7 separate regions of the Mus musculus genome follow, and all the other regions are linked to region 4. Evidence: chromatin contacts called from public Hi-C, HiChIP or PLAC-seq and promoter capture Hi-C data. All regions are on one chromosome and are shown on one strand. The core of a region is the stretch at or near the end of the contact, and the rest is flanking DNA. Distances in the headings are between cores, read along the strand shown. Region 1 holds the start of E230014E18Rik (a long non-coding RNA gene). Region 2 has its middle 33 kb from the start of Eid3. Region 3 holds the start of Nuak1 (NUAK family, SNF1-like kinase, 1). Region 4 holds the start of Appl2 (adaptor protein, phosphotyrosine interaction, PH domain and leucine zipper containing 2). Region 5 holds the start of 4930463O16Rik (RIKEN cDNA 4930463O16 gene). Region 6 overlaps Gm38560 (predicted gene, 38560). Region 7 holds the start of 1700028I16Rik (RIKEN cDNA 1700028I16 gene).

Region 1 (3,772 bases), core at 509-3,008, 870 kb before region 4:
TAGTTTAAATTTATACATTGAAGATTTATAAAAAAATCAGGCACTGGATATTAAATAATAATTGACCATGGGGCTGGAAAGTTAGTTCAGTGGTTAAGGGCACTGACCGTTAAAGATTTATTAACCTGCTCCTGGAAATATGCCACAAGCCTTGGATGACAGCGCCCACTGAATACATCCTTTTAGAATTGTTATATTTTGATGATTTATAATGATGTTACCTGTTTTGTTTGTGGTTCACTAAATACATAGTTTCAGAGTTGTAATGCTTGGATAACTTTTGTGCTTTACTGTGCCAAATGATTTTTTTTTGGTATCTGTGATTGTTTCATTGGATATAGTTTCTAAGAGATGTAATGTTTGGTTTTTTAATATATAAAATCCCCTGCTTGGGAGCTGCAAAATACACTCAGATTCAAACTGCCTCTATGTTTCTGTTTGTCACTGCCAAACTCTTACCCACCTAGCTTTGAGGACCCTCATTCCAGGGACCCCATACCCAAATGGGGTGGTCCATGGCAGGTGGTACCATTCCTGGCCTGGTAGCCCTGGGTTCTATAAGAAAGCAGGTTGACCTGGAACTCACTCTGTAGACCAGGCTGGCCTCGAACTCAGAAATCCACCTGCCTCTGCCTCCCAAGTGCTGGGATTAAAGGCATGCGCCACCACTGCCCAGCCAAGACTACACAGAGAAACCCTGTCTCAAAAAAGAAAAAGAAAAAGAAAAAGAAAAAGAAAAGAAAGAAAGGAAGAAAAAAAGAAAAGAAAGCAGGCTGAGCAAGCCATACAGAGCAAGCCAGTAAGCAGGACCCCTCCACGGCCCCTGCATCAGCTCCTGCCTCCAGGTTCCTGCCCTGTCTGAGTTCCTGCCCTCACTGCTTTTGACGATGTACAGTTGATACAGAACTGTGATTGAAATAAATCCTTTTCTTCCCATTTGCTTTTTGACCGTGGTGTTTTATCATAGCAATGCTCACCCTAACTAGGACACTCTCCCTTTCCACATCACGGGGGATAAAGCCTTAACACACCACCACCCTCTCTTCCCAGCCTCCTCTTTACCCCCATAACTGGGGATCGGAGGCTAATCACCAGCAGCCTGGTTCATGGCTCATGATACTGCGGAACACCACTCTGCTGCACATGAAGGAGACAGACAGCAAGACAGATGGAGTCCTGCCTTCACTGTAATCCTGGTCCAGTGGGGAAACAGGAAATGGCCGGAAGAAATGAAGACAGGTGTTTGTGCCTCACTGCCCTTCCTGTCTCTGGCTTGTCTTTGGGGACTCCCCCATAGATCACAAGCACAGCCTTTCCCAAGTGTCTGTCTGTCTGTCTGTGTCCCCTTCCCACTATATCTTCCATGCCTACCTCTGGCTGGCTCCTGCCATCAGCTCCTGGGGATCTCATGAGGCTGTTTTCCTCTGTTATGACATCTCCAGCATCTTCCTCCTTTCCTAATCAGACTGCTCCATCTCTGAACCTGAACCCTAAGCCGACTTGAATGCTCCACCCAGGACCCCACCCTCCAGGCTGCTGGTCGGAAAGCCTCTTCCCTCTGTGCTACAATGGCTTGCATGACTGCTTTCTTGCTGGATGGCACCCTCCGTGTTTGGGTCTTTCATCTCTGTATCTGCAGAGAAGTTACCATGCTTGGTTCTAGGAGGCGTACCAAGTAACTAACACTTCCTGAGTACTGAGTATGCACAGTCATTCTTCTAAAGGCTTTATGACAGCCACACAGGGAGGCACTATGTTTAGCAACCCACCCTGCCCCACCCTGCCCCGTTTCTTGATAGGTGAAGGCTCCAAGGAGGCTAAGTACTTTGTTCAGAACATTTCCTGGTCATAGTAAGTGGTGAACCAAGTCCCCCCCTCCCAATGATGTGCTATAAAAATGGAAGACTGAAAGCAAAACTCTATTCACCTATGTATTTTTCAGTTAGTGAGTACATCAGTGTCTAACTGTGCTGTGCTAAGCAAAGAACACTTGTATTTACTTAGAGCTCTATAAGAAAGCAGGCTGAGCTTACTTGGAGCTCTACGTGTGTGTGTGTGTCTGTGTGCATCTGACACATGTCCAGGCCTTCAGAGGTCCGAATAAGGTGTCAGATTCCCTGGAATTGGAGCTGTGGATAGTTGTGACCTGTCCAACATAGGTGCTGGCAATGGAACCTGGGTCCTCTGCAAGAGCAGCAAGTGTTCCTAACAGCCGAGCAGCCGAGCCATCTCTCCAGCCCTTAATTAACTCCATGACCCTTTTTGTATGTGAGGGAAATTTCCCAGTTAAAGGGTGTGTGATTGTGTGTGTGTGTGATTGTGTGTGTGTGTGTGTGTGTGTGTGTGTGTGTGGTGTTGCAGGATCTTACTATGCAGCCTCAGGCTGGTCTTGAACTAACAGTATTCTCCTGCCTCAGACTGGTCCTGGGATCAAAGGAGCATATCAAGACAGTTGGCCCTATGGTCACTTTTTGTAAGGAGAAGAAACACAGGGAGAAAACTCACGCATCAGACATACGATAGTGTAAATCAGAAAGCCCATGATAACCGACTCACCACCAGTCCCTGTGGGCCTGTAATCACGATCAATCAACGTGAATAATTCTGATAGGGACAGACCATGCAACAAACAGGCCTTGCATAGTAAAGATTAAAGGGGCTCAAATTAAACCTTCGTCTTTTTTTTTTCCCCAGATGGGGAGACAGCCTCAGAGAGAGGAAGTTGTTCACCCAAACTGCTCAGACCAACTGGTTCAGGAGACAAGACAGGGCCTTGTTCCTCCTCCCTGGTTACTTGTCTTGGCCCCGTGCCAGCCTAAGTAACGATTGGAAGCGCCGGGCAGCAAGTGAAGGATCAGAGCTGCTGCAAAAGGTGTGGCACTTCCTCTAGGCTGTGCCAGGCGAGCGTGTTGGTTCCTGACACCCTGAGCAAGGCCGATTGGGCAATGGGCCTGTGGTGAGGGCAGAGCCACCTGTGCTGGGGTACTTGGTCATGTTCTGTGGAAAGTGATGGTTGCACACTGGGTGCAGCTTCCCCTGTCTTAGGCCATGTGCTCGCATGGAGTCAGTCTTAGAAACACCGATATTTAGAAAGTTCCAACCTCTCATTTTCTTAATTGGCTCTCATGGGGAGAGGAGTTCCGAGGTAGAATTATAAGGTCAGGATGGAGGACACTGGATGAGGGTGCTGGTCTGACAGGCTGTGCTGCTCTGGGTAACTTGCCCCTTTTCTGAGCTCCACAGTCTTTCTCACCTTCAACTCTCCTTGACTCTGTAGCCTGTCCTGATTCTTGGGGAACTTCCTGAGGGTAGGACTGGGGAGGAGGGCTGGAGGGCTGGGGAGAATGGAGGAGGGCTGGGGAGGATGGAGGAGGGCTGGAGGGCTGGGGAGAATGGAGGAGGGCTGGGGAGGATGGAGGAGGGCTGGAGGGCTGGGGAGAATGGAGGAGGGCTGGGGAGGATGGAGGAGGGCTGGGGAGGAGGGCTGGAGGGTTGGGGAGAATGGAGGAGGGCTGGGGAGGAGGGCTGGAGGGTTGGGGAGAATGGAGGAGGGCTGTATAGGTGAGGAGGAGGGGTAGAGATTGGCCGTATCCCTGGGGGTGGGGGGAGGTGAGTGGCTTTTGTCTGAACCAAGCCTCTGTTCCCACCAGAGACTGACACACAGCACCCCCTTACTTATTGATATGAAGTGGACGAAGTCTCTTCACCTTGAGATGGTACAGACCCATCAGGAAAAAAATCCAAGGCTGCTCAAGCTACTGAATTTTTTCTG
Region 2 (3,503 bases), core at 657-3,156, 750 kb after region 4:
GGGCTCAGTTCTAGCAAGTCATCTGACCATGGATTAGTGGCTCTGGGTCCCTGTTCATTCAAATGTCTGTCCTTATAAAACTCGCTGGTAGTCTGGTAGGAGCTAGCCTGCTGTTCCTAGGGCAGACAGCAGGGGGCAGACCATCTCAGGCGCAGGGGTCCCCTGTGCCTGTGGAGCTCCAGCGTGTGATGGAGCGCCTCCAGGTTCTCTTGCGCAGTGCTTCTCTCCATAGCCCCTCAGGCCTACTCGGAAGTCTTCACTCTCCAGCACGTTTGTATTTCTGAACTGCCATCTTTCAGCACCCTATCTTCAGCTGTCTGGGAACCAGATCCAACTGGCTCCAGGCTGAGAGCCTTCGGTGTAGGCAGTGAAAGAGCGGGTCATTGTGCTTCTTTACTCAGGTTTGTGCCTTCACCTTCAGAAGCATTTTTTTTTTAAATAAGCATTTTGGCAAATGCTGGGCTTTTGTTCGTGGTACTTAGTGGTTGGGATGACCCAGCTGCCGCTATCTTAGCAACATTAACAATGCTCATGGATAGCCTGGCGTAGTGGCGCACACCTTTAATCCCAGCACTCGGGAGGCGAAGGCAGGCAGATTTCTGATTTTGAGGCCAGCCTGGTCTACAAAGTGAGTTCCAGGACAGCCAGGACTACACAGAGAAACCCTGTCTCGAAAAACAAAAAACAAAACAATGCTCATGGGTGACTGAGAACCCCCTGATACCCACTTTCTCTCCTCACTGGCAGACCCTGCTGAGCCCCCACTCCTACCGGACCCTCTGAAGATCAAAGGAGTAGGCACACAGTAACACGTATTGGGTTGTTATGCAATTTGATCAGAATAGTCTGAAGGGATGTTGGAAGAATTGATACAGGCAATATAAATCAGCAAGAGATGCAGGGAAAGTCGGAAAGGGGCAGTTGCCATGGAAACAAGGGGAGGGAGCATTACAATCTACGGTATGTCACAGCGTGCTTTCTCAGTCCCAAGAAAGTGTAAAATTCCTCCATGAGAGTTGGTTGGCAGGGAGCATTGGCGAATTCAAGCACCTTTGAAAAGCCGGGTGGAGAGGGTAAGAGTGGGGCCCTGGTACAACACTTCAGTCTTTCAGCTTCCGGCTCATTACTGAACAAAAGGTGGATCTGTCTGCCAGCTTGCAAAGTATGAGCTCACATTTTACAGATGAGGGACCTGAGGGAACAGTGACACTAAGCAGAGTCTCCATCAGTGGCTGTCCACCGGGAGGCAGAGCTGGGGTTCAGCCCCAGGTGGTCTAGGTCAGGAATGAGGTGGAAACACAATGTGCCCAAAGCTAGCTGGCTGCCTGTCACTTACTGCCCTAGTTTGCTCTTTTGTTGCTGTGATAAAATGCTGACTAAAACTAACGGGGAGGAAAGGCTTACTTCAACTTACACTCGCAGGTAACAATCGGTTACCGAGTGACGTCAGCACAGGGACCTACAGACAGGAACTGAAGCAGAGACTGTAGAGCGATGGCTCTCTGTGGTTGGAGGTCACCATAACATGAGGAACTAACTATGTTACAGGGTTGCAGCCTTAGGAAGGTTGAGAACCTGCGCCATAAGGAACGCTGTTTACTGACTTCCTTACACAAGAGCTGCCAGCCCAGGGATGGCACCTCCCACAGTGGGCCGGGCCATCCGACATCAATCATTTGTCTGGGCACTGCCCCACTGACAAACCCACAGACCAGTCTGAACAGGGCAGTTCCTCAGTGGTCCTCTCGCTCCCCACGTGACTCTAGTTTGTGTCCACTTGACAAGAAACACTAACCAGCAATTCCCCAGTGTGGTGGTTTGAATGAAAATGACCCCCAATAGGCTCATGGGGAGTGGCACTATTCGGAGGTGTGGCCTTGCTGAAGTGGGCGTGGCCTTGTTTGGCGGAAGTGTGTCACTGTGCGGGCAGGTTTTGAGATTTCCTATGTATGTGCAAGCTACAACCAGTCAGTCTCCTTCTGCTGCCTTTGGATCAAGATGCAGAACCCTGAGCTCCTCCAGCACCATGCTTGCCAGAACACTGCCATGCTCCCCATGATAAGGGATTGAACTTCTGAAACCAGAAGCCAGCCCCAATTCAATGTTTTCCTTTATAAGAATTGAATTGGTCATGGTGTCTCTTCACAGCAATGAAACCCAAACTAAGACACCCAGGGCAGGGATTGGGGTGAGGCGGAAGTGTGACCCTCAGCCCAGGCAATAGTGAGCACTCCCTGTATGTGTATCAGTGCTCCTGTCCTCCAGGCTGCTCCCCCCACCCCCTTCACAGCACTGCCACTCAAAGATGAAGTGGAAACGGAAGGGTTCTCTGGAAAGTCGGTTGGATGGTGTTTTGCTGGGGCAAACACATGAAGTGGACACAGGTGTGAATGGCTAAGGCAGACAACATTTAGCTGACGCAGACACAGGAGAGGATGTTCTGCTAAAGCACGTGAAAAGACAAATGATGAAGGGTTCTTTGCTAATGACGCACATGTGTTGGTCTGCCTTACATGGCATAGTTGAGCTGCATTTGTCAGGAGCCTATAGAGAGGAACACACCAAAAAAGTTCTGGTGGTGTGCTGCAGTTTTTTTGCTGCTTCCGAGGAATCAGGCTGATTGGCAGAGGGATATCAGCTGAGACAGACACGAATGCTGAAGTAAGATCCGAGGAGGGCATGTGATGTTTGTTTGGAGGGAGTATAAATAGGACTCCGTGGACAGGAGGAGGGAGTATAAATAGGACTCCGAGGACAGGAGGAGCTAGGAGGCGGAGCTAGGCTTGCTTACAGAGAGGGCTAGTGGATCTCAGAGTCTTCTGGGGTCCTTCCTGGTCCCTCCTGCTAACTTGTGCTAAGGCTGAGGCCTGGCTGTTTCTGCTAGGTCGTACCACCAATGCTGATTTGTGTTTGCTCTCCTGACTTTGATACTGATTTGTCTGGACTGCTGGTGTTGTCTGGGAAGTGTTTCCGAGTGGATGAGCTGTCGCTGCCTGCTGACTTCCAGACAACACAGAACCTTTCTAAACAGGTCCACTTCGCCCCTATCCTTTCTTTCCCACTACCTCTAGTGGGTGATAGGCTAAAAGGGAGGTTATAATGTTTAAGAACCATCATTAAAAATAAAGATGAAGAGCCGGGCGGTGGTGGCTCACGCCTTTAATCCCAGCACTCGGGAGGCAGAGGCAGACGGATTTCTGAGTTCGAGGCCTGCCTTGCCTACAAAGTGGGTTCCAGGACAGCCATGGCTACACAGAGAAACCTTGTCTTGAAAAAATAAATAAATAAATAAATAAATAAATAAACAAATAAAGATTAAAAAAAATTAAAGTTACACCTGCCTGTCAAGGTGTAACAAGGGAACTGAGGCTGAGTTTTGGTGCCAAAGGCTCGATTCTGGCCTCCAACCTGGTATCCAAAAACTGGCTAAAATCCTGAAAAACTGGCTAAAATCCTGAAAAAAGTGACTCCCACCTCCTGTCAGGGGGCTGTCAGGGCACTGT
Region 3 (3,928 bases), core at 1,208-3,707, 790 kb before region 4:
TCCCATTTAAGGAGGGGTAGCCTGGCATCAGCAGAGGGGGACAGGTAGGGATTAAGTCTCCGTGCTGCTGTTACTCCGTACAAGCTAAGCAATGTTAGGCCACGCTCTAAGCCTTTCTGATATGCTAGCCCCAACGGAAAACAGAGATCACAGCAGCTACCTTCCATAGCAGCACTTGCTGTTGTAAAATGGTTAACAGCATACGGTAGGTTCTCTCCATCCAACACATAGGGACGAAGACCCTGCACTTGAGAGTGACCCTGCCCGAACAGGTCATCCGCCAAATCAAACATCTATCATCTTCCTGGCTGAACACATCAAAAGAATATTTGCCCAGGCTGCTTTTCCAGTCCAATCTTCCTGGGGGACTTTCTTGTTCCCTTTACAGGGAGTCTCAGCCTGAGCCCACTGTGCACTGCTTGTCAAGATGAGGACATGGGACAAGGCACTTTACTCTGTAACTAAGTTCCCAGGTGGAAGACACAGTGATTGTGGTACCTGCATGGAATCTTTCAACCGAGGCAAGTTATATAGCCAGATATGACCCTGAAGGGGGCAGTGGGGTAATAGTTTCCTACCACATGCTGGGGGAGGGAAGGGACCAGAACACTTGGCATTTTAATTACTAATGTAGAGACAATCTATTTACCTGAAATCCAAACCAAAAACTAAAACCAATTAGACCCACTAATGCATATTTGAAGAACAAATGAAAGTCTTAAGAGATTAAGTCATCCAACCAATCCGGTGGGGGTGGGAGCTCTCCCTGCAGGCCACCAACTTGTCTCTCAATCTACATGCAGGGATGTCTACAGACCATTTAAAAGCTGCCTACAGTTTCAGGATGGGGAATGGGGAGGGGGAGGGGAAGGAGAGGGTGTCCCTGAAAGGGCTAGTGGAACGAATAGACTGGGGCATGGTCTTTGCGTTTTTTTGTCTTATGTGAGTGCTTTTAAGGTAGGCAGGGACCGGCCGAGGGTTTCAGGCATCAGTAAGATAAGTAAATAAAGTTTGGAGATAAGACCATTATCAAGTCCAGAACTGAGCGGAGGAGTGAGGGCCGACAATGGGTGTGTTTCAGGCCATGACTCTGACAACAGGGGTGGGGGCGAGGGGCGTCTCGAGAAGACAGGCTGTTGCTAGAGTCCAGTGTAAGGTGAGAAGTAGACAAGAGTGAAGTCAGAAGGAATTTGGAGGGCGGGAGGAACCTGAGGGCTGCAGAAGGAAGTGCCAGTACTTGGAGACTACACCAGATGCTCTTCCTGGTCGGTCTTCCCACCCTAGTGTGGAACAATGTAATTTATGTGAAATTACTTTAAAAAATTTCTCAAGATACCTTTAATTTTTTCATGTCTTATTTTTCCTCCCTTCATCTCAGGAGAACCAGGGCAGCCTTGCTGGGAGGCCTTCCTGCCTGACCTTCACCTGGTGGGGTGAGATCTGGCCGTTTTAGTCAAAGGAAAATTCCCATCGCCTGAGGGGGTCAAGAGGCCTGCAAGTGGCCTCTGGCTTGGACAAGGAACTGCTCAGCAGGCCAAGGCCTAGGCTTATCTCAGAGCCTTGGTTTGTCGGAAAGGGGTCTTTCCAATGGCGCTGGGCAGCTCAGGGGACCCAGCTCCATCCAGGCCCCCACTTCCCTCCTCTTAGGTGTTGGTCCCTGTTGGACTCCCGAACTTTACCGGGAGATCGGAGCCCTGGAGAAGGGCCGGGTTCCTCCTTCGAGCCTCCCTTCGTTCCTGACTCCGCCTTTCTCCCTGAGAGAGCCGGGGTTCCGAAGCATCCCTCTCGGGGACTTTCCAGGCTCCGCGGTTGCTCCAGGAGGGCCCTGCCCTGACCGTGCCGGAGCTGGGGGCCTGCAGGGCCTCGGCGGCTGGAGGGGACTGTGACTCACCGCCGGTAACCCAACACCGCTGGGCCTCCTTTCAACCCAGCCTCCCCCTGCTCCAGCGAGCCTGGCGGCCTCCGCCACACCATAACAAACATGAAGAAGGGTGGCCCAGGAGGCTACAGCCCCGGGCCACAGAGCGTGAGCCTGGCTCTGTGCGTTGTCGCCTCTGCGGCCTCGGGGACCTGCGACCTTTATCCGAGGCCGATCGGCCCAAGCTAGCTGCGGACGGCCCGCAGTAGTTCCGGAGGGTGAGTGCGGGACGCTCGGGGAGGGGACAAGAGCACTGACGATCCCCAACCCCTCCACCTCGACCCACCCGGGACCTTGCGTCCCCACCCGGCGAGGACAAAGCAGCCGGGCCGCCGCCCCGGCCTGCGCCGCGCCGCACAAAGAGTGAACAACGACACGCACCCCGCCCCCTCCCTGCTCGGTGGCCCGGCGCGGAGGTGGGGACACCCGGGCGCCCGCCCCGCGTTCCCCTCTCGCCCCGCCCCGTCTGCGCGTCCTCCCGGCGCGGGGGCGGGGGGCGCGGCGCCCCACATAACACTCCTCTCCAGCGCGCGGAGCCACCCTCTCCCCTCCTTCTCGCCAACACCACCGCCTCCCCTGACATCGCTGCCACCTCGCCGGACGCTCCGCAGATTGCCGCGGCTGGCCAGGGGGCGGTGCGCCGAGCGTGCGCGCCCGGGACGCCAGATGTGCAGTCGCCGCCGCCGCCGCCGCTAGTGCCCCAGCGGCAGCCAGAGCCAGGTCGGGTCGTCTCAGCAATGCTGCTGCGGGGGCGACCTTGAACGCACCCCGGTTTCCCTCGGTGGGGACCACCCCGAGCCCCTGTGCCGGGACCTGCCCTCTCCAACTCGGCTCGCCCTGCGCTTGGTCATGGAAGGGGCGGCAGTGTCCGCGGCAGGGGATGGCCCTGCTGTAGAGACCGGCTTGCCGGGCTCTCCGCTGGAGGCGGTGGCCGGGGCGACTGCAGCCCCAGTGGAGCCCAGGAAGCCGCACGGGGTGAAGCGACATCACCACAAACACAACTTGAAGCATCGCTATGAGCTGCAAGAGACCCTGGGCAAAGGTACCTACGGCAAAGTCAAGAGAGCCACCGAGAGGTTTTCAGGCCGAGTGGTGAGTAAGGGAAATTCCTGGAGGGGTTCGAGCTGGTTCCCTGGTGGCCCAAGATGGGGGCGGGGAGACGGTCTGGGGGCACCACGCCACCGGGGCTCCCTTCTCTAGAAAGGTTTCAGCAGAAGCCCCCAGTCAGACTCCTCACTTTCCTTTCAGCACCCCGTGACTCAGGTGTATATCTCCGAAAACACTTGTTACATCTTGTCTGCACATATTTTGGGGGCTTCTCTCACCCCACCTTTTTTATTTTTTTATTTTTTACCCCAGCTAGCAAAGTAGTGTTTAGGATTCACATTTTGCAGCTTTGAGAACATGGGGTCTTCCCCAAAGACACACCTTCAGACCTTGTCCGGGAGTTCCTTATTTGTACAAACTCCAAAAAGACCTACATTATCAGCCATGAAGCTGGGCTCGAAAGTGTGGTGTCCTGTAGTTGCTCAGGACCCCCGCTTCTTTCCCATCTACCTGCAGTCCCACTTCTCCTTTCCACTGGGATGCTTGCTTACCCTGATGCTGCTCTTGCTGCAAAAGACAGACTCCTCCTGTCTATCAAACCTAAAAGCTTCTACTGAATGTCTGAGGTTTCTTGACAGCTTGCATTCCCGCCTCTGGCAAGCATGACATGTCCCTGGCAGGGGTGGCCATTCAGTCCCAGAGTTGATTTGCAGCAGGCTCGCTTGCCTTACCAGGTCCTGGCTTCAGGACTACTTAAATTGTTCAAGGGGTCTGGCCGGCCGCACCCGATACAGCTGAAGCTCTGCCAGGTGCCTCGGGGGCTCAGTATTGTCCCAGTTTTGGATTGTTGTCGGTTCCCCCTCTGCAGAACAGGCCCTTGAAATCCACACTGGTTGTGGCTAGAGTTGGGTTCAAAGTGACTGACTCTTGCAGAAAGAGTTTGTGTGGTGTATGGCAGAAATG
Region 4 (3,959 bases), core at 1,097-3,596:
GGATGGTATAGTACAGAATAGAGTTTATTCAGGGCATGGGGAGGGGAGTTAAGAGAGTAGTAGAGGCAGAGAAAGGCAGAGAGGAGAGAGCAGAGAAGTGGAGGTGGGCCATGACCATGTGGAGAGAGGGGGGAAGGGAAGGGGAGCAAGGGGGAAAGAGGTAAGAGAGACAAGAGAATAAGAGAGAGAGGAGGGGCCAAGCCACCCCTTTTATAGTGGGCCAAGCCTACCTGGCTGTTGCCAGGTAACTGTGGGGAGGAGCATATACCTGGTTGCTGCCAGGAACTGTGGGGGTGGAGTTTAGACAGAATACCAACATTTGGAGCACTGATTTTTTTTTGGGGGGGGGGCGGTTCTCTGTGTAGCCCTGGCTGTCCTGGAACTCACTCTGTAGACCAGGCTGGCCTCGAACTCAGAAATCCACCAGCCTCTGCCTCCCGAGTGCTGGGATTAAAGGTGTGTGCCACCACAGCCAGCTTGGAGCACATATTTTTGTTACTGAACCGGGTGGTGTCTTAGTTACCTTTACTACTGTGGTGATAAAATGCCCGGCAAAGCAACTCAAGGGAGAACAGGTTTGTTTTGGTTTGCAGTTTTAGGGTATGGTCCATCATGGCAGGAACTTGAAGGGGCTGGTTGTACTGCATCGACAGGCAGGAAGCAGGAAGCGAAGGAATGCTGGTATTCACTCTCATCCTCTTCCATAGTCCAGGACTCAAGCCTAGGGAGTAGTGCCATCCACTTTTGGGGTACATCTTCCCACCTCTAGTAACTTAATTCCTCACAGGTATGTATGCCAGGGGCTAACTTAATCTGAATAATTCTTCACTGGTGACCCTGATCCTACAGATTTCACAACCAACACTAACTGCTCAGGTAGTTCCCATAAGACATAGAATTTGTGCAGTATCATACTCTCCTGGTAATTTTGGTGACACCTCATTGGACAAATAGTACTGATTTTATGTGTCAATCCATTGAAACTCGTGCCTTTAATATACGTCAAATTCCACTTCTGACCTTCTACACAACCTTTTCTTCTTTCTCCAGCCTACGCTGTAGGGTCCTGAGTAAAGTATCTCATTCTCCAGTGTCCCTTCTTCTCACTTTTAAATGACATCACAGAACTACATAATCTATCCTTTCTAACCCCGAAAATTTCATTATGAAATTCTCCATAACGAAAAACCTTAAAAAACCAGGAAGATGAGACCTAATTATATGGCCCCAAATCATTTAGCAGTGATCTGAATATCACGGAAAACACACACACACACACACACACACACACACACACACGCACGCACGCACACACACACACACACACACACACACGTAATGTCTGTGCTCTGAACTGTTTGAGTGTGGGCCTGTCCTGGTATTTAAAAAAAAAAAAAAGAGGCCAGAGGCTGGTAAGATGGTTCAATAGTTAAGGGCACTTATCTCCAAGCCTGAGACCTGAGTTTAATATCCAGAATCCCCATGGTTGGAAGGAGAAAAGTCTTTCACAGTTTGTCTTCTGAACTTCACACACTAAATATAATTTGTCTTGTTGTATTTTTAAATGGTGTGTGCATTTCCTATGGGAGATACGTGCACATGAGTGTGCCCATGCATGTCCCTACGGGAAATAAGGTGCATGCCACAGCCTCCTACCAGGTGCTGAGAAGCAAACTCACATCTTCTGCAATGTCCTTTACACCATCTCTCCTGCTCTACCCAAGCCCATCTTCTAACCCAAATTAAAAAATAAAATAAGAAGACGCCAAGGCTGGGGGTGTGGCTACTTTGGTAGAGGGTTTGCCTAACTTGAAGGAAGCCCTGGGTTTGATCCCCAGCACTGCACAAAACTCCAGTTTGGTAGTCGAAGTCTGTTATCCCATCACGCTCTGAAAGTGGAGGCAAGAGGATCAGAAATTTAGAATCATCCTCAGTTACACAGCGAGTTAGATGACAGCCTGACTCCCTACCCCCGCCCCCCCCCCCACACACCCCAAAAAGAGGCCAGAGAACAACTGCAAAATCTGTTCACTCTTATCTCCTCCCACACAGAGAGAGCAATCTGCAGAACCGCAAGAAGATAAAAGCCTATCGTCCCACCCGGAGATGCGCCATGAGCACGGGGGAGGGCAGCCTCGAGCACCGGGGAGGGCAGCCTCCAGCCGGAACCTCCCGGTGCTGCTGCGCTGGCCGGAGGGGCCCGAAGCCCCGGGATCGGACGGAAGCGTGGTCGCCACACTTCCGGTGTCCTGTCCCGGACTGTCTACATGTCCGGCGCCTGCCACACTTCCTGTTGATCCCGGCAGCGGGGGGCCGGGCTGAGGGGCGGGCCGCGGAGAGTGGGCAGGCGCGGGCTCCGAGCTAAGTCTCAAGTCCCCGAGCGCCGAGTGTCCCCTCCTCGCATCCCGCGCTCCCTCGCCGCCGCGCCATGCCCGCCGTGGACAAGCTCCTGCTGGAGGAGGCGCTGCAGGACAGCCCCCAGGTACCCCCGGGAAGGCTGGGAGGGAGCCGCGGTGCCCCACCGGCGCTCGGGGAGGTCGGGCAGTCGTTGTCCCACAGTAGTAGCTCCCTAGCAGGGTAACAAGGTTTTCAAGCAGTGTCTCGTGCAGAAGAAGGCGACAGCACTATCCACACAGACGCTGCTGGTACTAACGAGTCCACGAGACCTAATGAATGCAGGGGCCGGAATAGGAAGCACAGAAAACCTGGATCCATCGCCAAGTCGACCCAGGGAAGAGAAAATTCCAACATTTGCCCCATTTGTGCCACAGGGTGGTGGTGATGGGGCTTCATTAATATAGTGGAGATGTGAATCAAGCCCTTTGAGCTTGAGATAGTGCATAGTGACAGTAGTTCAGAAGTCACAGGACTTTCCCCAGGGATCTTCTATTCCCTTTCCTGGTATGGCATCCCTAGCTTATTTAAATAAATACCTTCATCCTCTAGTATCTCCGGTCCTGAAAAAACTAGAAAGGCTCAAGCTGTTCTTCACAGTCTCTCCTCTTCTTTCGGGTTTCTTCCTTGGCTCCCAAAGTAACTTGTACCTCCCAGATGGAAGTTTGATGAGTTTACCTACATTTCCCCCATCTCTCCCTTGCAGAATAAATCAAAAGGGCTATCGGTGTGTGCCTGTCTTAGGCTCAGTTCTGAATGATTGTCCCCATGTAGAGGAGCAAGGATATGTAAGCAAGCTGTGATAATTAGTATTCCCATTACTTGGGATTTTGTTTTTTGTTGTGTTTTGTTTTGATACAAGGTCTTACTATGTAGCCATAACTGGACTGAAAACTTGCCCTGTAGACCACGCTAGCCTTGAACTTACATCTTGGGTGCTGGGATTACAGATGTGTTGTTATGCTCAGCCTGTTTTGTTTGTTTGTTTGTTTGTTTTGTTTTTTAACTGATTCAACTTTTTAAACAGACTGGCATGTATTGTGCTAATTCTTCGCAGGCTTCCTTATACAGCTCTGGATGTCAGGTGTTTGCTTTGGACCCCAGCCTTTGTTGGAAAGCATTTCAGCCTTCCTCCCCTGTCGTTAGGATCTGAACATAAGCGTGTGGAAATCATAACCACCGTGGTTGTGAATAGGGCTTTCCATTTGCTTTGTACTTGGTGACACGGAAGGTCAAAGACAGACCGTTTCCCTAACCAGTCGTGATGGTGGCAGAGCCAGGCACACAGACATCGCACAGTCTGGAGTTTTGAGGCCTCTAATGGGTGCGCACCATTTCTGAATGGCATAAATGAGTCTGAGACCTGGGCTGCAGTTCTGCTTCTAATTGTCCGGTGTTCTCATCTGCAGAAACTCCACAGAAAACAAGGAACATGGGGCAGATGGTCTTGAAATCGGCGGAATAGTCTAAAATTATATCTCGTCTGTATGGTTTACAATTTTGAGCTTGTGTGTGTGGGGGGGGGGGCGGAAGATGTTTAGAGTCATTGTTACTCCTACCTGACA
Region 5 (3,416 bases), core at 378-2,877, 840 kb before region 4:
CTCCAGTTGTCTATTTTCCCCATCTCTCCACCACATATTTGTTCAGTGAGGTGGTGCTCGCTGCCCCTACCTCAAAATAGATTAATAATAATAACTATTTGGTTTACTGTTCTAGAGACTTGGGAGTCCAAAGTCAGTGTTCTGGAAGGTTTTATGATTCTGATTCCAAAATGGCATCTTGAATGCTGCATCTTCTCTGGGAGGATGCTTGATTCACATGACAGAAGGCGGGAAAGGCAAAGGGGCAAGAAGGAGTTTATGACACCAATTCCATCTGTAAGGGGCACAAACCTTATGGTCATGTCACCTTGGCACCCTAGCTCCTAAAGCCCAATTTTGGAGGTGGGCACATTCAAACCATAGCAATGAGGTTGAAGTCCAGCTGAGAAAAGGGGCTCCAAGAAGCCCCAGCAAGTTTTATTAAAGAGGGAAACTTCATAGAGGAACATGTTTTTAGTTGTGAAGAAACGCAGGAAACCTGCCTCTGCACTTTCCGGCCACTGGTGCAGTTAGAGCCCCCTTCCTCCCCTTTCTCAGCATAGATGCCCCAGTTCTTTTGGAGAGGGCAAACAGAGAAGGCCCAGCCTGGCGCAGGAATATTGCAATTCCCCTTTTCATGGTGGCACTCCCTTCCCCCTAACGACTCCCACCCCTACTCTGGGCGGCGGGGAGGGGGGAGAGAGACGAACAAAAAAACAACAAACCCTTGCTTCTGTGTCACTCTCCTTGATAACCAACCTTTCTCAGGTGCAGAAGGCTCCTGCCCTTGAAGGGAACAAGGACCAAACATCCTTGAAATGATAAAAGGCCCATGCTTGGACCATGAAGGAAGGGCAATTAAGTGTTCCCAGACAGCTGCAACCAGTATGTAAAAATACACTAGCTCCTGATAGCTCCATAAAGTTACTTCCCAGGTCAGGAGGGTCCCCCTCCCAGCTGCATGGTTTTGCCCTGAACAAACGTTATCGGGTTTGAAGGATAGCTTTCCCTCATCACCTCCCCAGTCACGTAACCCCAAAGTTCGAGGAGCTCTGCCTATGAATATGCACGTGTATATATACTCCAAGCCCCTGGATGCGGGCATCACATCCCTAACCTGCACAGTGGGAAAGACTTTGCTCTGAGTCTCTTTAACATCGGACTTGTACTTCCTGGCATTCTTCTGGGGTTCCCGAGCACTGGGCATAACAACTGTTGGTGTTTCTGCTCAGTGGAAAGTTATCCTGGGACTTGGGAGCCCAGGAACATACACAGCTCTGAGGTGGGACAATGTCGCAAAGGAAGGACATTCTGAGACGTGGGAGCCCAGGAACCACACAACTCTGAGAGGAAACCTTAGCAGAGGGCTTGCAGCCCTTATGGAGGATATGGTTGGTCAACTGGAGTGCTACACTGTTATCAGCTCCCCCTAGCGGCTCCTCTTCTACACTGCAGGTCCCAGGGGACGTATCCCCAGCTGAGCTCCGGAGCCTCAGCCTGCTCCCATCTACCCTTCTTTGCTTCATTGCTTCTTGGCTTCTTCTGATGAGAGAGTCACATCAGGCAGCAAACATCATAAAAGAGATTTACTGGGAGGGAAGAATACAGGGCGTGGAGAAATGTACATGAGGTTGTTACCTATGTTTCCTGGAGAAGACAGCAAGCAGGGATTATATAGGATTTCTTAGGGGGTGGAGCTTTCCAAGGCAGAGCTTTCCTGGGTGAGGATTGGTGGGATTTCAAGACCTGAGCTTGGGGGAGCTCAGGGATTGGTGGAGTTTCTTACTAAATAATAAGTGGTATTTTTTTCTTGTGGGGAGGGGCTTGGAAATTCTCCTGCCTCAGCGCTGGGAATGACAGTTACAGCTGTTAGAATATGACCGTTAGGGTGGGCCGTTAGAGAAATCTGGGGGATGGGCCCTGGTTGCTGGAGGTCCTCAAACCTGCCTTGAGGGTTTACAAAGTTGACAAAGTATACAGTTTCTAAAGTTTACAAAGGGAGTCTATGGCAAGGAAGTCCGGCTGGGTGAATAGCCAACATTCCCCTCTTTTTTGTTTACTATTGACAAAGTCAGGGGTCATAAAGGGAGGTGATATTATCATTAGACTGCTTCCTGCTGATTGGGGGCATCGAGTTCCTTGGGGGCAAGTTTGATCTTTCCCATCAGGATATAACCAAATGTCACAGGCCTCTGACATCAGAGCTAAGGGCTGGAAATTTTGGAATAAAAACTGATTAAATGTCTGGTTAGAAATCTTTTGGATCGAGACAAGAAGTCTATAAGACAAAGTGGGATTAGTAGGATTAGGAAAAAGAGGAGAAGGGGAACGAGAAGGGTAGTAGCCAATTCCATATTGGACTGTTGATGATCCTCTGGCCAGAGGCATCAGGCGAGAGAGAGAGAGAGAGAGAGAGAGAGAGAGAGAGAGAGAGAGCAAGAGAGCCAGAGAGCAAGGGGGGGCTTTTGATACCATAAAGCCCACCCCAAGTGCCACACTTCCTCAAACCAGGTCATACCTTCTAATCCTTCTACTCCTTTGAGAGAATTCCACTCCCTGGTGACTAAGCATTCAAATATATGGAGCCTATTAGATCTGTTCTTATTTGAACCACCACAGTGACCCCAACATAGAATGACTAGGAAAGTCTGTCATAAACAATGGATTCAGATATCAGCTAGAGGAAGAATAGCCTCCAGGGTATTATAGGAGGGCAGTTCCATTAATAACAGAGGCTGTGGAGAGGAAGCCCTCGTGGCGTTATTAATCGGTGGAAAGCCTTTTTCCTTTATTTGAATGGAAAGTCACAGAGGCACGGGGCAGATTTTTTTGTTTTTTATAAATGACAACTCCAAACACGGGGGTGGGGCAGGGAAGGGGGTTGGAACCTTCTGATCTTCATGTTGTAACTCCAGGGTTCATGTACTCACAAGCTAGTTTTCAAATCTCATGCCTTAGCCCTTGTGGGTCCCCAGCTGTCAGAGCTTGGAAGTCTTGGTGACTTTTTGAAACTCCTCCTGTGGTCAGACCCAGGAGTTCTCCCAGTGTTGGCAACCTGTCTCCTGCAATTACTGCCCTCGGCCGTCTTTTGCCTTCTTGGCCACTCATTGGGTCAGGTCTCCTCAGTTCTTCATGGTTTGGTCTCTCCTCATAGGCTTGGCTCCCAGCCATTCTGCAGATCTCTTTAGCTACCTTGGTGTTTCTAGCTCGCAGCCCAGTGAGTTGTCTGTTCTTCATGTATATCACATATGCATATCTCATATTACATATGGAATATGTATGTGCATATTCATGTATATCACATATTCCATATGTATATACATATTAATGTATATCACGATACATCCATATATCACATGTACATAACAAAGCACTTTAGATGAGGATTTACTAGGGCCTAGTTTGCAATGCCATAAGGAGGGCAGTGCATAGGAATC
Region 6 (3,616 bases), core at 369-2,868, 800 kb after region 4:
TATGGGCCGCTCGCGGCTGGACCTGCCTGCTAGGCCCTGCTTTTACGTGAGACGGATCTAACGCATGGAATACATTAAGATCGGTTTTCTGGGCTGTAGCTTAGTGGGAGAGCTCATGCTGGGCATGCACACAATTCCACAGCACCAAACCTCTCCACTAACAGCAGACAAGAGCCACAGATATTCCCACCTCGGGTTTTTTTTTTTTTTTTACTTAATTAATTTATTTTTTATTAGATATTTTCTTTATATACATTTCAAATGCTATCCCGAAAGTTCCCTATACCCTCCCTCCACCCTGCTCCCCTACCCACTCACTCTCGATTCTTGGCCCTGGCATTCCCCTGTACTGGGGCATATAAAGTTTGCAAGACCGAGGGGCCTCTCTTCCCAGTGATGGCCAACTAGGCCATCCTCTGCTACATATGCAGCTAGAGTCAAGAGCTCTGGGGTACTGGTTAGTTCATATTGTTGTTCCACCTATAGGGTTGCAGACCCCTTCAGCTCCTTGGGTACTTTCTCTAGCTTCTCCATTGGGGGCCCTGTGTTCCATCTTATAGATGACTGTGAGCATCCACTTCTGTATTTGTCAGGCACTGGCATAGCCTCATAAGAGACAGCTATAACAGGGTCCCTTCAGCAAAATCTTCCTGGCATATGCAATAGTGTCTGGGCTTGGTGGCTGATTATGGGATGGATCCCCAGGTGAGGTAGTCTCTGGATAGTCTATCCTTTTGTCTTAGCTCCAAACTTTGTCTCTGTAACTCCTTTCATGGCTATTTTGTTCCCTATTCTAAGGAGGAATGAAGTATCCACCCATTGGTCTTTCCTCTTCTTGATTTTCTTGTGTTTTGCAAATTGTATCTTGGGTGTTCTATGTTTCTGGGCTAATATCCAATTATCAGTGAGTGCATATCTAATGACTTCTTTTGTGATTGGGTTAACTCACTAAGGATGATATCCTCCAGATACATCCATTTGTCCAAGAATTTCATAAATCCATTGTTTTTAATAGCTGAGTAGTACTCCATTGTTTAAATGTACCACATTTTCTGTATCCATTCCTCTGTTGAGGGACATCTGGGTCCTTTCCAGCTTCTGGCTATTATAAATAAGGCTGCTATGAACATAGTGGAGCATGTGTCCTTATTACCATTTGGAACTTCTTCTGGGTATATGCCCAGGAGAGGTATTGCTGGATCTTCCAGTAGTATTATGTCCAATTTTCTGAGGAACCGCCAGACTGATTTCCAGAGTGGTTGTACAAGTTTGCAATCCCACCAGCAGTGGAGGAGTGTTCCTCTTTCTCCACATCCTCACCAGCATCTGCTGTCACCTGAGTTTTTGATCTTAGCCATTCTGACTGGTGTGAGGTGGAATCTCAGGGTTGTTTTGATTTGCATTTCCCTGATGATTAGGGATGTTGAACATTTTTTCAGGTGCTTCTCAGCCATTCGGTATTCCTCAGTTGAGACCACCTAGGGCTTTTTAAGTCACTTATCTACAGACTGAAAATGTTTATTCAATCTTTAAGACTCTCAGGAACTCTAAGTCCGTGGCTGTAGAGGAGGAGACCTGACTATGTGCTACTGGTCGCCATGGGGCTCAAAGTTAATCATTAGTGGATTTCACCTTTAGCAGGAAAGAAAAACAATGTCCTGGGCTCCAGTTCAGTGTGCAGTCACTGGCTTCTCCAAAAAGACAAAAGACGCTCACACACAGGCAACCCTGCAAAGTGTCCACATTTGTGTTTTGTTTTGAATTTTGTTTTGTTTTTGGTTTCTATTTTTTGAGATAGGAGGCTCACGGTGTCACTGTGTCACCCAAGTCAGTCAGTCTGTCTCTAACTGGAGCTCCAGTGGCCTTTGTTCCCAGGCCTCTGCACCTGCCTTATACTTGTGGTTTAAATTGGAGGCATATATGTCTCCACCCATGTGGGAACTGTTGTGCTGTCTTTTCAGATGAGCCGGTCTGAGCCATTACTGGCGTCACTAACCGGACACCACGCATACAACATCCTAAAGTGAAGACTTCATTTCTCAGCCTCCCTTTGGATGTATATGGCTAAGTGATGACAGTCTGTCCAATAAGTCTAGGCAAGTTGTTGTGCGTAACTGCCAGGAGATAGTCTTACATGGAAGGGGTGTGTTCTCGTTCACCCCTCTTCCCAGTGCTGGCTAGGTTGGGCACCCACCTTAGAAAACAGGTGGGAAGACAAACGCCGAGGGATACAGGATATCGGATTTCCAGTGCCAGGCTACCGGTGCCTAGACTGACTTCAGGAAAGGAAACTATGCTTATACTACTTTAAGCCATTTTTGTCTGGGGTTGGAGGATATACGTGGCCAAACTGAACCATAACCAGATCATGTATGTTGCACTATAGAAAATCTTAAAAGGAAGGACAGCTCTCAGGATCTGCATTCAGTGAAGATCTGGGTTCTGATCTACTGGGCAGACTTTCCCAAAGCTTGAACCTTAACCATAGACTAAGCCTTCTCCAGCCCGCACCCCCAGCTCATCCAGACGTGTACATGCCCGGCTACTATCTTCATTGGACCCCACAGCATCAGGCATGCACATACCCGGCTATTATCTACCTTGGAGACCCACAGCATAGCTATAATAAGGTCACTGTGTTGCTTACAAGTCTCACCATATCCATCTCTGGGTGAATGGCACCAAGCCCAAACTCCATGGGTGCAATCTCAGTCACACCCTTCATTTTTCCTGTGTTCTTTCACCCCAGACTGTGATTCTGTCTTCTACTAGAGTTTTCTCCTGGGGATGGAGATGGCTGGGTGCTCCTGCAGGGGCCTAAATCTGTTCCCCAGCATGCATTTTAGATGGTTCATGACAGCCTAATTAACACCAGTGCCAGGGAGCTCCAAGGGCTCTGGCCTCGACAAGGCACCTGTGTTCACATGTGCTTACCCCATACAGACATATATGCATGCACAGAGTTATGAAACATTAAAATAAGGCTAGGCAGTGGTGGTGCATGCCTTTAATCCTAGGACTCAGGAGATAGAGGCAGTTGAATCTCTGTGTATTTGAGGCCAGCCTGGTCTACAGAGTGAGTTTCAGTGTAGCCAGGGCTACACAAAATAACCCTGTCTCAAAAACCTAAAAACAACAACAACAACAAAAACTAAATAAATAAATACATTAAGACTTTTTTAAAAGGGTCTTGTTTGTCTGTATCGCCTCAGTGCCTAGCACACTGAAGGATGGGGGCACAAATGCCTATATTTTTCCGTTTTTTTCTGTGCTTTCAACAATTTTTAAATTCCATATATATGCATGTTTTGCCTGAATATCTTTATATGCGCTACATGTGTGCCTGGTGCTCATAGAAGGCAGAAGAGGGCATCTGACCCCTGGAGCTGGGATTATGAGCCGCCATCTGAGTGCTGACAACAGAATCTGGGTCCTCTGCAGCAACAAGTGCTTCTAACCACTGAGCCATCTCTGCTTTTAGCCGCTGAGCTGTCTCTCCAGCACTCCTCTGTTTTTAGCTTGCTTAAAGAAAAGACATGAAGCTGGGCAGTGGTAGTACACGCCTTTAATTCTAGAGGCAGGTGGATTTCTGTGTTTGAGGCCAGCCTGGTCTACA
Region 7 (3,809 bases), core at 531-3,030, 840 kb after region 4:
TTCATAAAGCAGGCCCAAATTTAAGTTTCAGCTCGTTGGTTAAGATCCTGCCTTGTGGGTGTGAGAACCCCAGTTCAGGTCCCCAGAAAGAAGAAAAAGGAGTCAGAGAAAGAGCTCAAAGGCAAAGAACACTTAGTGTTCTTACTGAAGATGTGGGTTTGGTTCCCAGCACCCATACCAGGTGCTCACAACCATCTGCAACTCCAGTGCCAGGGGATGGGATGCCTATTTCCTTGGGCAGCTGAAAGCACACGGTGCACACAGACAAGCAGGCACGCACGCGCACACACATAAATAAAAATGAAAACCGTAAAACGGCACAATAGACACCGTCATTCTGGCAAGGTAGGAACAGAGACCGCCTGATGTAGTATCTAGGCCAATGAAAGCCAGGGCAGGGAGTTAACTTGCCTTATATTTCCACCACGCCCGGCATAAAGTATTTTTTTAAAAACCCAAAAAACAGCCGGGCGTGGTGTCATACGCCTTTAATCCCGGCACTCGGGAGGCAGAGGCAGGCAGATTTCTGAGTTCGAGGCCAGCCTGGTCTACAGAGTGAGTTCCAGGACAGCCACAGCTACACAGAGAAACCCTGTCTCGAAAAACCAAAATAAATAAATACCCCCCCCAAAAAAACAAACAAAAACTAGTTAAGAGGGCTAGAGAGATGGCTCGGTGGTTAAGAGCACTGACTGCTTTTCCAGAGGTTCTGTGTTCAATTCCCAGTAACTACATAGTGGTTTACAACCATCTGTAATGGGATCTGATGCCCTCTTCTGGTGTATCTGAAGACAGCTACAGTGTACTCATATACATAAAATAAATAAATCTTAAAAAACAACAAAAAGCAAACAAACAAACAAAAAAAAAAAACCACCTAGTAAGAGTAGGTGCCTCACAGAAATCGATTTAGAACACATCTCCAACTCCCTCGTGATAAGTGAGAAGAAACTGAAGCGATGGCCACAGGAGCTATCCACCCTTCACGCGGGTACTGTCCTATCCCTCCGAAGACCTCCCCTTCCCCATCATAAGCGCTCTTCTAGGTCCTCTGCCTTCCTGTCCTTCCCTGGGGCTCCCTGACCTGGAATGCAGGGAAGGACCCTGCGCCAGACACCCTACCAACCTTCCCTCATCAGCTATGCATCCCACGTGGGGCGAGCCCCTATCTCACCATCTCGGCAGAAGCCAGGGTTCAGTGTTTTATTTCCCTTTGGGACCTATAAAGGATGTGGGGGAGGCCGTGTAACCAATGATCACAGCCAGAGACCTACAGCCCAATGGCATCGGCTTGGGTCCCAGCTCTGCCACTCTGGCCTGGGTAACTTGGGGAGTAACTTGGCTTATATTTCTACCTGTTTATAAAGTATCTTTTTAAACCCCCAAAAAACAGCCAGGCGTGGTGGCGCACGCCTTTAATCCCAGCACTCGGGAGGCAGAGGCAGGCAGATTTCTGAGTGAGCAAGTTTCCTAACTTCTTGGAGCGTCGGTTTCTTCACCTGTAAAATGGGGGTTACTTGAAACCATCGCGGGAGATGCTTACACGGGTCTGGGGCGGCGAGAGGTCGGGCGGGCGAGCTTGTGGAGCCACCAACGCCCTTGAGAACCTGCGGCTGAGGCAGGGCGGCCCGTTGGCGACCTGTGCCCCTCTCCGCTCCGGCCCAGCAGCCGACTCCTCGGAAGCTCCGGGAGGGCAGTGCCGGGCTGCTCGAGAGCAAGGAGGAGCGCGCTGCCGGGGCAGCGTGGACAGGCGCTGCTCGGCCGTACCTGACACACCCTCGCCGCTCCTGCCCTCCGCGCCTCCGGTCCCCCTCCTCCTTGCTCTCGAGCAGCCCGGCACGCGAGGGGGGTGGGGGGCGGTCCACGCGCGCGGGAGGAGGAGGAGGATGGCGAGCGGAGGGCGCGCGCCCCCTGCCGGCCAGGGAAGAGATAAGCGATGGGCCGCGCCAACAGAGCTAGCCTGAAGAGGGAGAGGAGGAGAGTATTGGGATGGAGATGGGAGTGAGGGTGGGGTGGGGGTGGGGGGGGTGAGGATGAGGATGGGAGTGGGCGAGGATGGGGATGGGTGTGGGAGAGGATGGGGGTTGGGAGCAGCTTGCTTTTCCGTGGATCTCATACACTTGTTTGTTTTCTTTGACTTTTTAAAAATGTGTAGGTAGCCCACAGGTGTCATGGTTAATGTCGAGGTCATATGGAGGTCAGAGGACAACTCAAGCCAGCCGGTAGTGGCACATCCAGGCCTTTAATCCCAGTACTAGAGGGAGGCAGAGGCAGGTGGGTCTCTGTAAATTCAAGCCAGCCTGGTCTACAGAGAGAAACCCTGTCTTGTAAAAACAAAACAGAAAACTCAGGGATCAGTTTTCTCCTTCCATCATGTGGGTCCTGGGGATCAAACTAAAACTCATCTCCTGAGGTTTGATGGCAAGCACCTTTATACTGAGCCGTGCCTCTGGATGCTTTTTACTAATATGTTTGTGGTTTTTGAGGTAGGGTCTTGTGTCTAACCAGGGCTCACCTGGAAACTTGCTAAACTGTTTGGTAACCGAGTTTTGCTTTAGTTCTTTAGTTTGGTTCTAAAGAACTTGGGACCACTCTGCTCCCACAGCCTTATCTGGCAATGGGTAGTGGGGTAATTTGCCATCCTGCCATGCTGCTTTTGAAAAATAAGCTGCCTTTTTTTTTAAGGTTTTATTTATTGAGACAGAGTTTATGTAGTGCCCAGGCTGACCTTAAATTAAGGAGCCTCTGTTTTTTGCCCCGTGTGTGCTATATGACATACACACACACACACACACACACACACACACACACACACATATATATATATATGTATACATATATATATATACAGATAGGCATGCACTGCTATGTTTACTCTTGATTTTATTCTTCCTTCCCCTGTGTGTGTATGTATGTGTGTGTGGGGTTACACATGTGTGCCTGAACACATGGGCAGATAGCATCTCGAACCTGTAAGAGTTTTCCTTGCATTGCTGAAACCCACCTACGTATCTAGTAAGGTCTTGATTTATGATTATCTAATCATAACCATGAGACTACAAAAATTCACATAGCAGCTTTTGCACTGGACCACGTTATTCCAGGCTAGCTGCGGTCTCTGGTCATAGTCAGTCATAGTGTCTCGTGCCCTTTGAGATGACAGTCGTGTTTTTGCGTTGACCACTAAGAACATTCTAGTCTCCCCTCTGACCTCTGACTCCTATGCCCACGCCTTGATCTGGGACTATAAACTTCACCAAAATATCACCTTTGTGCTTTTGTCTTTGATGTTGTCCAAATGCCTGCCACAGTGCCGGGGAGATTATAGTAATTAGGTATTGAAGGAAATGCTGGGTTTTAGTAACAGTAATAGAATGGCCCACACGATAATGCTGCTGGACTGCAGGTGCCTATTTCACTGTGTAAAATGTTGAAACTTAATTTTTGGTTTTGATTCTCTGTCTCTCTCTCTCTTTCTCTCTGCTTGTGTGTGTGTGCCTGTGCGTGCACGCACGCACCCGCACTCGCATGCATGTTCCCATGTGCTTGCAGACACCTCCCTCATGATCCTCCTTGATTTGGGGCAGGGTCTCTCTTGTTTTCTGCTGCACATACCAGGATAACGGCATCCAATGCTCCCGAGATTCTGCAGTCTCTGCCTCCCATCTCACATTGGGTGTGCCAGCCTTTCAGACTCTCACTGCTACATCCCAATCCACTCAGATGGCCAGGCCTGTGCAGAACCTTTCCACAGCCATCTCCCCAGCCTCTTGGTTTCTGGTGTTCTGAGACAGGCTTTCACTGTGTAG

Evidence for each region. Promoter capture Hi-C pulls out the DNA fragments that hold promoters and counts their contacts. A called contact is a pair of places that touch in the nucleus more often than the background predicts. HiChIP or PLAC-seq counts read pairs in DNA pulled down with a chosen protein or histone mark.
Region 1: an H3K27ac HiChIP or PLAC-seq map of cardiomyocytes shows a contact between it and region 4, with 9 times the contacts expected there. The contact joins the promoter of E230014E18Rik here to the promoter of Appl2 in region 4. A contact is called at or near these places in 8 of 39 promoter capture datasets (the 3T3-L1 cell line, hippocampal neurons, liver and 3 more) and 3 of 115 datasets of contacts at active chromatin or transcription factors (cardiomyocytes, embryonic stem cells and stem cell-derived neural progenitor cells).
Region 2: a contact with region 4 is called in a Hi-C map of CD8 T cells, with 4 times the contacts expected there. The contact joins the enhancer-like site here to the promoter of Appl2 in region 4. A contact is called at or near these places in 1 of 15 datasets of contacts at CTCF or cohesin (large pre-B cells), 5 of 484 Hi-C or Micro-C datasets (CD8 T cells, the N1E-115 cell line, cardiomyocytes and 2 more), 8 of 115 datasets of contacts at active chromatin or transcription factors (astrocytes, bone marrow-derived macrophages, differentiating embryonic stem cells and 5 more) and 1 of 9 other capture datasets (embryonic stem cells).
Region 3: a contact with region 4 is called in an H3K27ac HiChIP or PLAC-seq map of cardiomyocytes, with 3 times the contacts expected there. The contact joins the promoter of Nuak1 here to the promoter of Appl2 in region 4. A contact is called at or near these places in 5 of 39 promoter capture datasets (the 3T3-L1 cell line, hippocampal neurons, liver and 1 more), 8 of 484 Hi-C or Micro-C datasets (the N1E-115 cell line, cardiomyocytes, cerebral cortex and 4 more), 19 of 115 datasets of contacts at active chromatin or transcription factors (the NIH/3T3 cell line, astrocytes, bone marrow-derived macrophages and 12 more) and 3 of 9 other capture datasets (adipose tissue, embryonic stem cells and macrophages).
Region 5: an H3K4me3 HiChIP or PLAC-seq map of bone marrow-derived macrophages shows a contact between it and region 4, with 6 times the contacts expected there. The contact joins the promoter of 4930463O16Rik here to the promoter of Appl2 in region 4. A contact is called at or near these places in 6 of 39 promoter capture datasets (the 3T3-L1 cell line, the C10 cell line, hippocampal neurons and 2 more) and 1 of 115 datasets of contacts at active chromatin or transcription factors (bone marrow-derived macrophages).
Region 6: a contact with region 4 is called in a promoter capture Hi-C map of liver, with 2.1 times the contacts expected there. The contact joins the enhancer-like site here to the promoter of Appl2 in region 4. A contact is called at or near these places in 2 of 39 promoter capture datasets (liver and pre-B cells), 1 of 484 Hi-C or Micro-C datasets (embryonic stem cells), 5 of 115 datasets of contacts at active chromatin or transcription factors (extraembryonic endoderm stem cells, neural tube, pancreatic cancer cells and 2 more) and 2 of 9 other capture datasets (adipose tissue and liver).
Region 7: a Hi-C map of bone marrow-derived macrophages shows a contact between it and region 4, with 14 read pairs. The contact joins the promoter of 1700028I16Rik here to the promoter of Appl2 in region 4. A contact is called at or near these places in 6 of 39 promoter capture datasets (cranial neural crest, embryonic stem cells, hippocampal neurons and 2 more), 3 of 484 Hi-C or Micro-C datasets (the N1E-115 cell line, bone marrow-derived macrophages and cerebellum) and 2 of 115 datasets of contacts at active chromatin or transcription factors (pancreatic cancer cells and stem cell-derived neural progenitor cells).

Annotation. Positions count from the first base shown.
Region 1 is chr10:84,515,689-84,519,460 of GRCm38.p6, reverse strand. It overlaps E230014E18Rik (a long non-coding RNA gene), which reads right to left and starts at 1,758. Exons shown (of 2, transcript XR_003948929.1): 1 at 1,372-1,758. It overlaps Gm34405 (a long non-coding RNA gene), which reads left to right and starts at 1,799. Exons shown (of 4, transcript XR_380642.4): 1 at 1,799-3,145; 2 at 3,651-3,772.
Region 2 is chr10:82,898,289-82,901,791 of GRCm38.p6, reverse strand. No RefSeq gene overlaps it. Among named protein-coding and RNA genes, the nearest start is that of Eid3, 33 kb to the right of the region's middle. Within about 2 kb of position 1,906, at least 138 of the 459 cell types and tissues checked have an H3K27ac peak or open chromatin away from gene starts, as enhancers often do. A contact at or near this core is called in CD8 T cells, astrocytes, bone marrow-derived macrophages and 3 more, where this site is marked.
Region 3 is chr10:84,439,197-84,443,124 of GRCm38.p6, reverse strand. It overlaps Nuak1 (NUAK family, SNF1-like kinase, 1), which reads left to right and starts at 2,457. Exons shown (of 7, transcript NM_001004363.2): 1 at 2,457-3,010. The coding sequence starts at 2,768.
Region 4 is chr10:83,647,051-83,651,009 of GRCm38.p6, reverse strand. It overlaps Appl2 (adaptor protein, phosphotyrosine interaction, PH domain and leucine zipper containing 2), which reads left to right and starts at 2,346. Exons shown (of 21, transcript NM_145220.2): 1 at 2,346-2,482. The coding sequence starts at 2,429.
Region 5 is chr10:84,486,504-84,489,919 of GRCm38.p6, reverse strand. 4930463O16Rik (RIKEN cDNA 4930463O16 gene) reads right to left here and starts at 1,627. Exons shown (of 4, transcript NR_108059.1): 1 at 739-1,627.
Region 6 is chr10:82,846,288-82,849,903 of GRCm38.p6, reverse strand. The region is part of intron 3 of Gm38560 (predicted gene, 38560); the gene reads left to right. It also overlaps a transcript of Txnrd1 not described here. Among named protein-coding and RNA genes, the nearest start is that of Gm38560, 11 kb to the left of the region's middle. Within about 2 kb of position 1,618, at least 20 of the 459 cell types and tissues checked have an H3K27ac peak or open chromatin away from gene starts, as enhancers often do. A contact at or near this core is called in liver, where this site is marked.
Region 7 is chr10:82,810,094-82,813,902 of GRCm38.p6, reverse strand. It overlaps 1700028I16Rik (RIKEN cDNA 1700028I16 gene), which reads right to left and starts at 1,780. Exons shown (of 3, transcript NR_038042.1): 1 at 1,544-1,780.